Regions from separate parts of the Columba livia genome. Here region 2 is linked to region 1. A link is a contact called in public Hi-C data. All regions are on one chromosome and are shown on one strand. Each heading gives the region's core, a stretch centred on a gene start, on an enhancer-like site or on the middle of the called end of the contact. The rest is flanking DNA. Distances are from core to core; before and after follow the strand shown. Region 1 holds the start of PPIL2 (peptidylprolyl isomerase like 2). Region 2 has its middle 15 kb from the start of MAPK1.

Region 1 (4,650 bases), core at 802-3,301:
TGGATCTGTACTTCAGGGGGGGTCCTTTTGGATCTGGATCTCATTTTAATATCAAAACTAGCTGAGAACTGTTTGTGGGGTTTCTTGGATGTCCTGTGAAAAGCACAGTACTTCAGAGTACACTGAACAGCATATTTAACCCTGTTTAGGGTTTTTTGCCTGAGGATTTATTGAGGCTCAACACTAAATTAGATGAATGAGCCACGTAAAAAGAAATTTCATAAATATTAAGGTATTATGCAGCCAATAGACTCTTTCCTGTGAATATAATAATAATAATAAGAGGCTGTTCTAACACATGGACTATTTTTGTACTAGAATTTGCTAACTTGTAATATGGAATTTTATTTGGCCAATAATCAGGCTATCTCTACAAAGTCATCTTGTAGGAAATTTAACTCTAATTACAAAAGCTATGTTTCAAAATAATTCTACCAAATTAACATGTCATCTTCTGGTTTTTAATTTTTAAATGTTTGTAAAAGGCATTTTGGGGGGAGGGGGTGGGATACAATGGGGTGACTCTTTTTGTAAGTACAAAAATAAATGAACATTGCATTGGTTTAAAAAAACAAAAAGCAAAAACATGGTCTTGAATTATTACAGAGGGCACAGGCACCTCCGGAAATGTCAACGCAGACTGAATCATGTTAAAATGTCTAGAAATAAATAATACCAACTGGGTGATCTTTCCTCTGAAAGTTACATGGTTGTCTGGATCCTAGAGGGAAGGATCTTTAAGGCAATAAACCCCCTCATTTGGAGGGTTTTGTTGCCTCCTGCATTCACCCAACAGACACAGGATTACTTTCGTTTTTCTATGGCAATCTCATGTGTACCAGATGGGGAAAGTGAAGGTGGTAAGAAGAGCTACACAAGCTCCCCTGACCCATAGTCCAAAAAGGTAAATTGTACTATGACGAAGATTCACGTGCTGTTGCCAGTTAGTCTACGCTCATGGGAACTGGCATCATCTTCTTCATAAAGCAGAATCATAGAACCATAGAATGTTTGGCTTGGGAGGGACTAACCTCCTGCAGCGAGCAGGGACATCTGTGATCAGAGCAGATTGTGCTCATCTTGCACACGTGTATGCAGGTAAACAACCCGCTGAAATGATTAAAATGGGAGATAGACACCGTGTTCTGGGGAAAAGGTGGGTCTGGTCCAGAGCCTGGTGCAGTCTGTGGCAGTCTGGCTATCAGCTCCCGTGGATTTTGACTCTCGACGGTTCTGTGTAGGCAGCTGCCAGGATGGTGGTTTAACGAGGAAAGAACAAACGAGCATGTGTAGTTTTGGAGACATTTGATAAGTGAAAGCTGTGAGGCAGGTGGCTCTTTCCTCCTGCAGAAGGCAAGATGTTTGGATTCTGGCCATCCTCTGTTCAGCCTTGTGCTGTTTGTACCAGTCTGTAATGAATGCTGCTTAATAGGATTTAAATGCTGAAATACTTTTTATGAAGACCTGTCTCCACATTAGACACTATATAGGTTTTTGTACTCATTTTTTCTTGGAAAGTTCTGTCACTGCCATTCACCCAACGCACACAGGATTGTTTGTTTTTTTTCCTATGGCAATCTCACATGTAAATTCCACGCAACAAAGTTTATTTAAATGAAGATGGATGTTTTTCTTAAATTGGATATTTTAGCATTTTCTGCTTATATTTAGTATCTTTTTTTTTTCAGATGCAGGCTCTGAAAACTGTTTAAGGCTGTGTTACATTATCAAAGGAAGCCTGCAGCAAACCCAAAGAGGAACACTTTCAGCGTGAAAGTGGAAGCAGGCTCTTTTGGGCTCTTTTGAACAACCGAGCTTTTATTAATTAATGGTTTGGATGGAAAAGTGAGGCAGGTCCCAGGGAGGATTAGACGTTCTCTCTACATCGTGGCTCAAAACACCCGTCAAAACTCCCTCAGGGCGTCCCTGCCCTGGCGCCGGTGAGGGAGGATCCAGTAAGAGCTCCAGCAAAAACTGAACTAAACCCGGGTTTAGCGGGCGCGCAGCTCGCAGGCGTCTGGCCCCGGAACGCCGCTCGCCGCCCGTGTTTCCGCGCCGGGGCCTTTCGCCGCCGCACTCGCACCGGAAGGAGCCGCGGCCGCAGGAGTCCGGGTGCGGGCGGCTCGGCGGAGCCGGAGGAGCCGCGTTCCCGGGGGTCCCCGGGCCGAGCCGCCGCCATGGGGAAGAGGCAGCACCAGAAGGACAAGATGTGAGCGGGGGAGGGCGGGGCGGGGGGGCTGCGGCCCTGGTGAGTGACCCCCGTGAGTGACCCCGTGTCTCACCCCCGTGTCTCGGCAGGTACATCACGTGCGCGGAGTACACGCAGTTCTACGGGGGCAAGAAAGCAGGTAAGGGGCGGGGGTGAGGGGTGAACCCCGAGTCCAGTGGGGTGACCACACTGGGGTGCGGGGGGGTCTGGGCTCCCCCCGAACTGGCCTCTGACCCCCTGGGCTCTGCAGCTGCGGGTCACAGAATCCCAGAATGTCAGGGGTTGGAAGGGACCTGGAAAGCTCATCCAGTGCAATCCCCCCATGGAGCAGGAACACCCAGATGAGGTTACACAGGAAGGTGTCCAGGCGGGTTGGAATGTCTGCAGAGAAGGAGACTCCACAACCCCCCTGGGCAGCCTGGGCCAGGCTCTGCCACCCTCACTGAGAAGTTTCTTATCAAATTTAAGTGGAACCTTTTGTGTTCCAGTTTGAACCCATTACCCCTTGTCCTATCATTGGTTGTCACCGAGAAGAGCCTGGCTCCATCCTTCTGACACTCATCCTTTATATATCTGTAAACATTAATGAGGTCACCCCTCAGTCTCCTCTTGTCCAGCTCCAGAGCCCCAGCTCCCTCAGCCTTTCCTCACACGGGAGATGCTCCACTCCCTTCAGCATCTTTGTTGCCCTGCGCTGAACCCTCTCCAGCAGTTCCCTGTCCTGCTGGAACTGAAAGTCCTAAAACCAGCCCTGCGGATCCTCCTGAGACCGGCAGAAATTGGGGTTTAACTCCCAGAGGAGCTGTCCCCTCATTCACTGTGTGCTTGGAGGCAGTTAAACTGTTCATCATCAAGTTTAAACTTGGTGCTGTAGGCCTGCCAGAACTCTGGTTTGTTGTTGTTGTTGTTGTTGGATTTTGTGGCTGTTATTATTGTTGTTTTTTTTCATTGTTTCATTTTGTGTGTTGTTTTTTTTTTCTGACTGTATAATTTCACTTGAGGAGTTACTTGTGCTCTGCAGGACAAGTCTGATTTTAGTTACAGTTTTGCAAGTTTTAGTGCATTTCACTTTGTCATCAGTAAGTTGCCACCATGTATGTAGCAAAATGTAACTTTCAAGTGTTTCTTTGTTACCTAAAATACGATATATTTATTAAAATCAAGGTTTGCTTTGTGTTTTTCCCATAAACAGACCTTCCACGAACTAATTTCAGGCGTTTATCATTTGATCACTGCAGGTAAGACAGGAAATTTACATTATCATTATTAAACGACACATCCATCCATCAGGTGGTTGACATTGAACTGTTACTGAAGCCGTGTTCTTCCGAGGTTGTTACTTTCATTGACCTGTGCCTGCTGTGATAGTAATGCAGCAAGAAAAAAATACAAGAAGCAAAACAATATATGGACCTTCTGTTATTGGTGTCTGCAGAGGTTGAATCTGATGGCTAAAAGAACACACAAGTGAAAAAATAATTCAGAACAATTATCGGGTACATTCTGGTCTTTCAAATCTGTGTAATTGGGACTCGAATCTACTTTCCCATCAAATCTACTGCCCCATTTCTGTAGCCAGAACATGCTTCATCAATCATTTGCTCTCTGAGGCAGTGATCAGATAGATCGAAGCAATATTTATGCTCATTTTGGGGGTTTAGTGTTTCCTGCTTGAAGTTCTAGAGTGAAAGAGGGAATTTAGTAGAGGTGGGTTAGAAATCCTGTAAATCAAATAGTTCAAGAAGTTACCATCCATATCTACAAACTACTGCTACTCGGGTGAGAGCTGGGTGGGTTATGGCAGAACCTCTGCAGGGGATGCTGAATGTTTCAGCACAAAGAAGTGACCGTTTCTACTTGAACCGTCTTTTGTGCTGTTGGGGCCCGATATGGCAATGGGAGCTGGCTGGAGAGCACTAGAGCATCTGCCTCTCTGGCTGTGAGTGCCGACAGCTACGAGTTACTGAACTGCACCAGTTTCTTTCATGAATTTTGTGTTAACCTAATTTCTGTGGAATCAGGTAGTGGGTTTTGGCAGCCACTCAGTATTTTCATTGGCTTTAATTTGTAAATGAATCAGCAAAACGTTATTTGCTTCTGTCATCGCAAATTCCAACTGATTTTGCTAAACAGAATGTGTACTTTTCCTTCTAGTTTGTCTCTGCAGCCATTTGAATACCCAGTTTGCACACCAGATGGGACAGTCTTTGACATACTGTAAGTTACTCTCTTTACTTAGCTTTACTTTTGTCTTGCCAAACAGCTTGATTACAGCTGTGTAATCATCATTTGGCCTTAGCAAGTTGACAAAAATACTCCTGCCCATCAAAAAATAATAGAGGTTTTTGATGGGACTTGTCTCATTGCTTATCCTTTCTCTTTTAGGAGCATTGTTCCTTGGATAAAGAAATATGGAACCAATCCCATCACAGGAGAAGTAA
Region 2 (5,079 bases), core at 359-2,858, 180 kb after region 1:
ATCTTGCATACATCAGATGGCAGAGATTCTTTGCAGGATGATTTTCGGGCGAAGTGCCAGATATCACCAAAACTGTGCTTAGGAGGTGCAAAGTAGAGGAAAGAAAATAACACACAAAAAATTATATTCTGCTTAGCCTGTCCTCCTTTTGCAGGGGTTAAGAGAGAGATACGAAAATCAACAGAATTGCATTGATACTTACAGCTACTTCTTTGGGAGGAAAGAAGGGGGACTAAAAGCCCTTTGCTGATATTACCTTTAAAAATAAAATGAACATAACAAGAAGTTAACTCTTCAAGGAAAAAAAAAACAACAAACCAACAAAAAGAAAAGCGACCAACAGATGCACAGACAAGCACTGACTTCAGTGGAGCTGCAAGGCTGAATTTGGCTTGAATTCTGTGAAGTACTTTCAGAGCAGGAGCATACTGCATACAAATGAGCATTAAATAATTCGCATCATTAAGAGAGCGCTGAGCAGCTCATCTGGACTTTGAAAAAAGCTAAAGCAAATGTATATTGTTTGAATACCATTAGGGACAGCCATTAACTAGCATTAAGACATCTACAGTATCGACGCTTAGTGCTGTAATAAGAGACCCATCCTCCCTTCTAGGTTATTTTCTTTATTGATTTGTAGAATTTCTTATACACAAGCTTTGGAGTGCCACAGAGCTCAGCAATTCATGTAGGAATACCCATTAAAGAACTATACAATTACTTTTTTTTTATATCGCATCTTTTAATTTTGGTTTTATGGAAACATCGTCCTGTGTGTTTGGTGTAGATACCATAGACAATTTAAAACCCGATGTATATCAAAGCAACAAAGACACAAATAGGTAAATGGATTTATCCAGGGTGACAAAGAAGGACACAGTGTGACAGAAAGAGACTAAAGGTTTTGGATGCCCAGTTTAACCATTTTACTCCATCAGCTCTAAGCAGGGCTGCTGCAGGGGTAGGATAAACTACAGCCTCACACCGTATCTCAAACATGTTTCAGAAGTAGCACGGACAGTACAGGTCAGGTGAAGAATGCAAGTTGTGCAAAGAACCAAAGGTACAATACAGTTTAATGTGGTTGAAGGTATCCAAGTGCCAGAGCTGCAGGAGTTGATGAGTGATGGAATACTGTGAGCTAAATATGTGCAGCAAAGTGCATAGGGGGAGGCAGGGGCAGGCTACAGCCCACAGGCAGTTGAAGGGGAGCTGGAAGGAATCTTTAATGAAGGCAGAAATCATTCTGGGTGACTCAGAATATCGGTATTCACAAAGAGAATTGAGAACAGGCAAAAATAAATAAAGCTGAAAGCAAAACCCAAAGGCCAAATGCCTCTCAATAGCCAGAACACTGATATAATCTGAGCAACCAAACAACAGGTCCTTGTGAAAACCTCTCCCTGGCTGCTTCCTGCACAGCGGCCGCTCTCTGCGCTGGCGAAGGCTGCGAGCAGCTCCCGCTGCCCCGGCCGGGGCGCTTTGCAGCGGCTGTTGGGCTGACACCACTTTCCTTGCAAAACGCAGCCCCGGTGGTCTCCCCTCCACACCCCAGCCCTCGGCTTCCCCGTGACATCTCAACTAGCGCATTGTGTAACTTCACCGACTTCCCTTGAGCCCCGAGCAGCTCAGCTCGGCTTTCACGAGCTGCCAGCTTCTGTACATGTCACAGACACACACATCGGTCACTGACAGATTCCGAGATGCACTAGTTTTATTTATGAGCGGATTTATGCCAGCCAGCTTCCAGATCCTGCTGCCATCAGCCTAAAACGTATGCAGGCAGCATTTAACTAAAACCCCACGTTCTACAAGTTTTACAGTGAAGATTGAAAAACAAGATTTGTTTCAATTTTTTATGCAAAACCTTTTGCCTTTCTTTTTAAATTTTTCATTAAAGAGTAGTCAAAGAAGTTACATTTATATATATTGGAACTGAGATCAGTAAGACTGACAAACAGGAAAGACTTCCTGACACTCAGATCTATTAGTCAGTGGACCAGTCTCCCAAAGGAGGCAGCGGGAGCACAAGAAGTGCTTTAGCAGAGCCGGCTTTAAGTGCTCCCAGTGATGCAGGCAGCGCTCAAGGATTGCCATGGGACGCCTGCCATTAGCCCGCTAATGCACATCCTGCCTTGGCCTATTGCTACTTGGGAATAGCCTGTTGACTTAAAATTTCATTAACAAGAAAATATTGGAAGGCAATTTTCTGAGGGAAGGGGCGGGCCTTTGCAGCATCTCTTCCCATTGCAAAAGGTGGTTATTAGTCAGGGGGAGAAACAAATAATTTTTGTTAGTATTTGTATTAAGGTTTTGTTCATTAACCTTTCAGTAAACTACTTGAAAGTAAAAAATACTAAATTTCTTGGTTGCCCTGTCTCTTTTACCCTGCAGAAACCAACCACTTTCTAATCTCTTGCTAGCATTGCCAAATAAATACATAAACAGTAACAGAGTGACAGCCACCAGTTACCAAAAGGTTTAAGACTGAGAATACAGATCCACAATTTATTTAACTTAGAAAACAGACAAAACCAAGACACTAATTGGGATACAACAATTAAAATGCTACAATTAAAAAAAAAAAAAGTCTCAGACATTTTGAAGAGGAAGAACATAATGGGGAAAGAAAACTTGAACTATTTTTCAAGGGTTTTAATGTCAGGCCAAAACCAAACACTTGCTCCATAATCCTCCAGTTAGTGCATGGTGCACTGTGGAGCAGGAACGTTGTTTCAATGGTTCAAGCAGTCACTTCCAAACACCCTGTATTCAGACTCTAAATGGAACCTTAATACTCTAAATGGAACCTTAATACTGCATGTCTAGGGTTTGACGTTTACTTCAGTGTCCTCATCAATCAGCAATATAGCTAACGAATCAGCTTCTGATCTGCAGTAAAGGGGAAGGTCTGTCCCTGTACGATTTGATATTTCTAACATTTTTAAGAGATGAAAATCCATGGAAGAGTGGGAGGGGATTACTTTTTGTTTTCAAAAGCAGACTCACCAGTGCAACAACAAAACCTGCCTACACCGTTGAACTTGACATTTTCTTCAATGATTCTTTTCAGAAAAATATGAGACTTCAGGTGACTGATACGATAGAAAGGGGGAATTGGCAAAGCCATTTCGGCATCTAATTCATTCTCCCACCTCGAGTCCCTCGCCAGCAGGGGTTTCAACAGCAGCAGTGCTAAAGCAGCTGTGCTCCAGGGAGCCTGTTGAGAGCCAACACTAAGGACACGGTACCTTTAAAGACCACAGACATTTGGCCAGTTAATTCTGTCAGGGAAAACTCTTGACATACATCCACGCTTCATCCCATGCCGGTCATTCCAGCTGCTGGAACAGTTGTGTGGAATTAGCTGCATCAACAGAAAGCAATTGGGTGAAATATCTGATGTCAGTGGCCCAACTTGCATTACCTGCGCCCGTCTGTAACCCAACAATTAGATCCATCGTTAGCAGTTTAACTTAATTATAACTTAGAACTTTTTCAAGCACAGACTTTGCACAAGATTTTAAATAACTATAATTAGTTATATGGAAAGCCTGAAGTGTCTTCAGTTCCATTGTTCTTTTTTTTTCTTCTTTCTTTCCACACACTGACACCTGAACTTGGTTTCGTAAAGGAACTGGGCTCTAGACTAAGGTATCTCTTATAGCCTGATAAACACACCATTACCTTTTACATCTTATATAAAGAGAAACAAGGCTTTGGAATTTTTTAAATCTTGTCTACGAGGTGCAAAACGGAACATTCTTCTAAGCTATACTGGTTATGTCCCCCTCTTTACATGAACGACTTCTTCCCCGCCTCCCATATAAAAGGTTTTTTGCACTCTCCCCAAATTACTGCTGTTGGGATTACCAGAGATCTGGTATCGGACAGCGGCACCTCAGCCTGAACCACCCGCCTGCATTTTAACCAGTAAAAATCAAAACAGCATTAGTGCCAGAGACACAGCAACTTCTTAAAAGATAAGGCAAAGGAAGGAAGGTATTATGATAGAATCGTGGAATAATTTTAGTTGGAAGAGACAGAAATTTTCCCCACTCAGCTTTCCAGTTCCTACCAGCAAGATGAAAATATTACGGGAATGACACAATATGCAAGGGGCTCTTTTGAACAATTTGTGGCAACAGGCAACATCACTTTTCCCACTGCTTTTTGTTTCGCTTTGGCCAGAGGCAAGAGGGAGCCCTCTAGGGGCAGAAACACAAAGCCCTGTACCCAGCCCCTCCTGCCTCGCCCTGAGCCAGGACCAGTGTCAAGGGCTCGGAAGCTGGAGGTCTATGCAGAAAAACCAGGCTGGGTACAAGAAGTCACAGGCTCCTTGCTGGAAGTGCTTACTCTACAGCCTAGAATACGATATGGGGAATAAGTCTCTTTCCTACCTTTTGTGTCACCTTTCTCTGGGCAAATAGAACACCACCAAACTACAGGCTGAAATAGTGTAGCTAGTCTGGCCCACCACAACATAGCTAGAATTTTTTCTTTCAGGCTATGCAATAGAGTTGTTTTTGCCTTACTGTATGCCTCGAGCATACAATGAACTCTTGTATAAAATGAGCAGGCTTATGTTTGTCAAGGCATGTTCAAAATATTTCTTTCCAAGAGCTACTTCTATTTGAAGGCTAGATAACAGCTGCACCATTGAAACATTTCAATATTTTCTCATTCTAATGAGAATTTTAGATTATTTCCAAATGGCTCAATATAACAACATGAGAACATGGCAAACCCAAACTTCAAAACATTTTAACTCCAGGAAAAACCAACAAGAGCAAAAAATACACACCACAACCATCAGTCAAGTGACAAAAAGCATCTAACAAGATATTTAGAATTACAACAGGTAACAGATCGTTAGATACCCAACCAGAAAAGTTCAAAAACAGCTTAACACTTTTTAAAAGTTGTTGGGTTTTTTTTGTATAAGGGATGTTGACTGTAAGACATCTGCACAGTTACATATGTAAAACTGCACTATCAGTTTGGTGAAACAGGTAAATACCCATTACAGTCTCTACACATAATACACAAGCAACTTTCTGCATGACATGCTCAAGATTA

The links. A called contact is a pair of places that touch in the nucleus more often than the background predicts.
Region 2: a Hi-C map of liver shows a contact between it and region 1, with 6 times the contacts expected there. The contact joins the enhancer-like site here to the promoter of PPIL2 in region 1. A contact is called at or near these places in 2 of 2 Hi-C or Micro-C datasets (crop and liver).

The regions. Positions count from the first base shown.
Region 1 is chr17:7,968,777-7,973,426 of bColLiv1.pat.W.v2, forward strand. It overlaps PPIL2 (peptidylprolyl isomerase like 2), which reads left to right and starts at 2,052. Exons shown (of 20, transcript XM_065033074.1): 1 at 2,052-2,209; 2 at 2,299-2,348; 3 at 3,402-3,447; 4 at 4,364-4,426; 5 at 4,595-4,646. The coding sequence starts at 2,178. It overlaps LOC102087493 (protein HIRA), which reads left to right. Exons shown (of 25, transcript XM_065033072.1): 25 at 1-585.
Region 2 is chr17:8,153,388-8,158,466 of bColLiv1.pat.W.v2, forward strand. No RefSeq gene overlaps it. Among named protein-coding and RNA genes, the nearest start is that of MAPK1, 15 kb to the left of the region's middle. Within about 2 kb of position 1,609, at least 1 of the 3 cell types and tissues checked has an H3K27ac peak away from gene starts, as active enhancers do.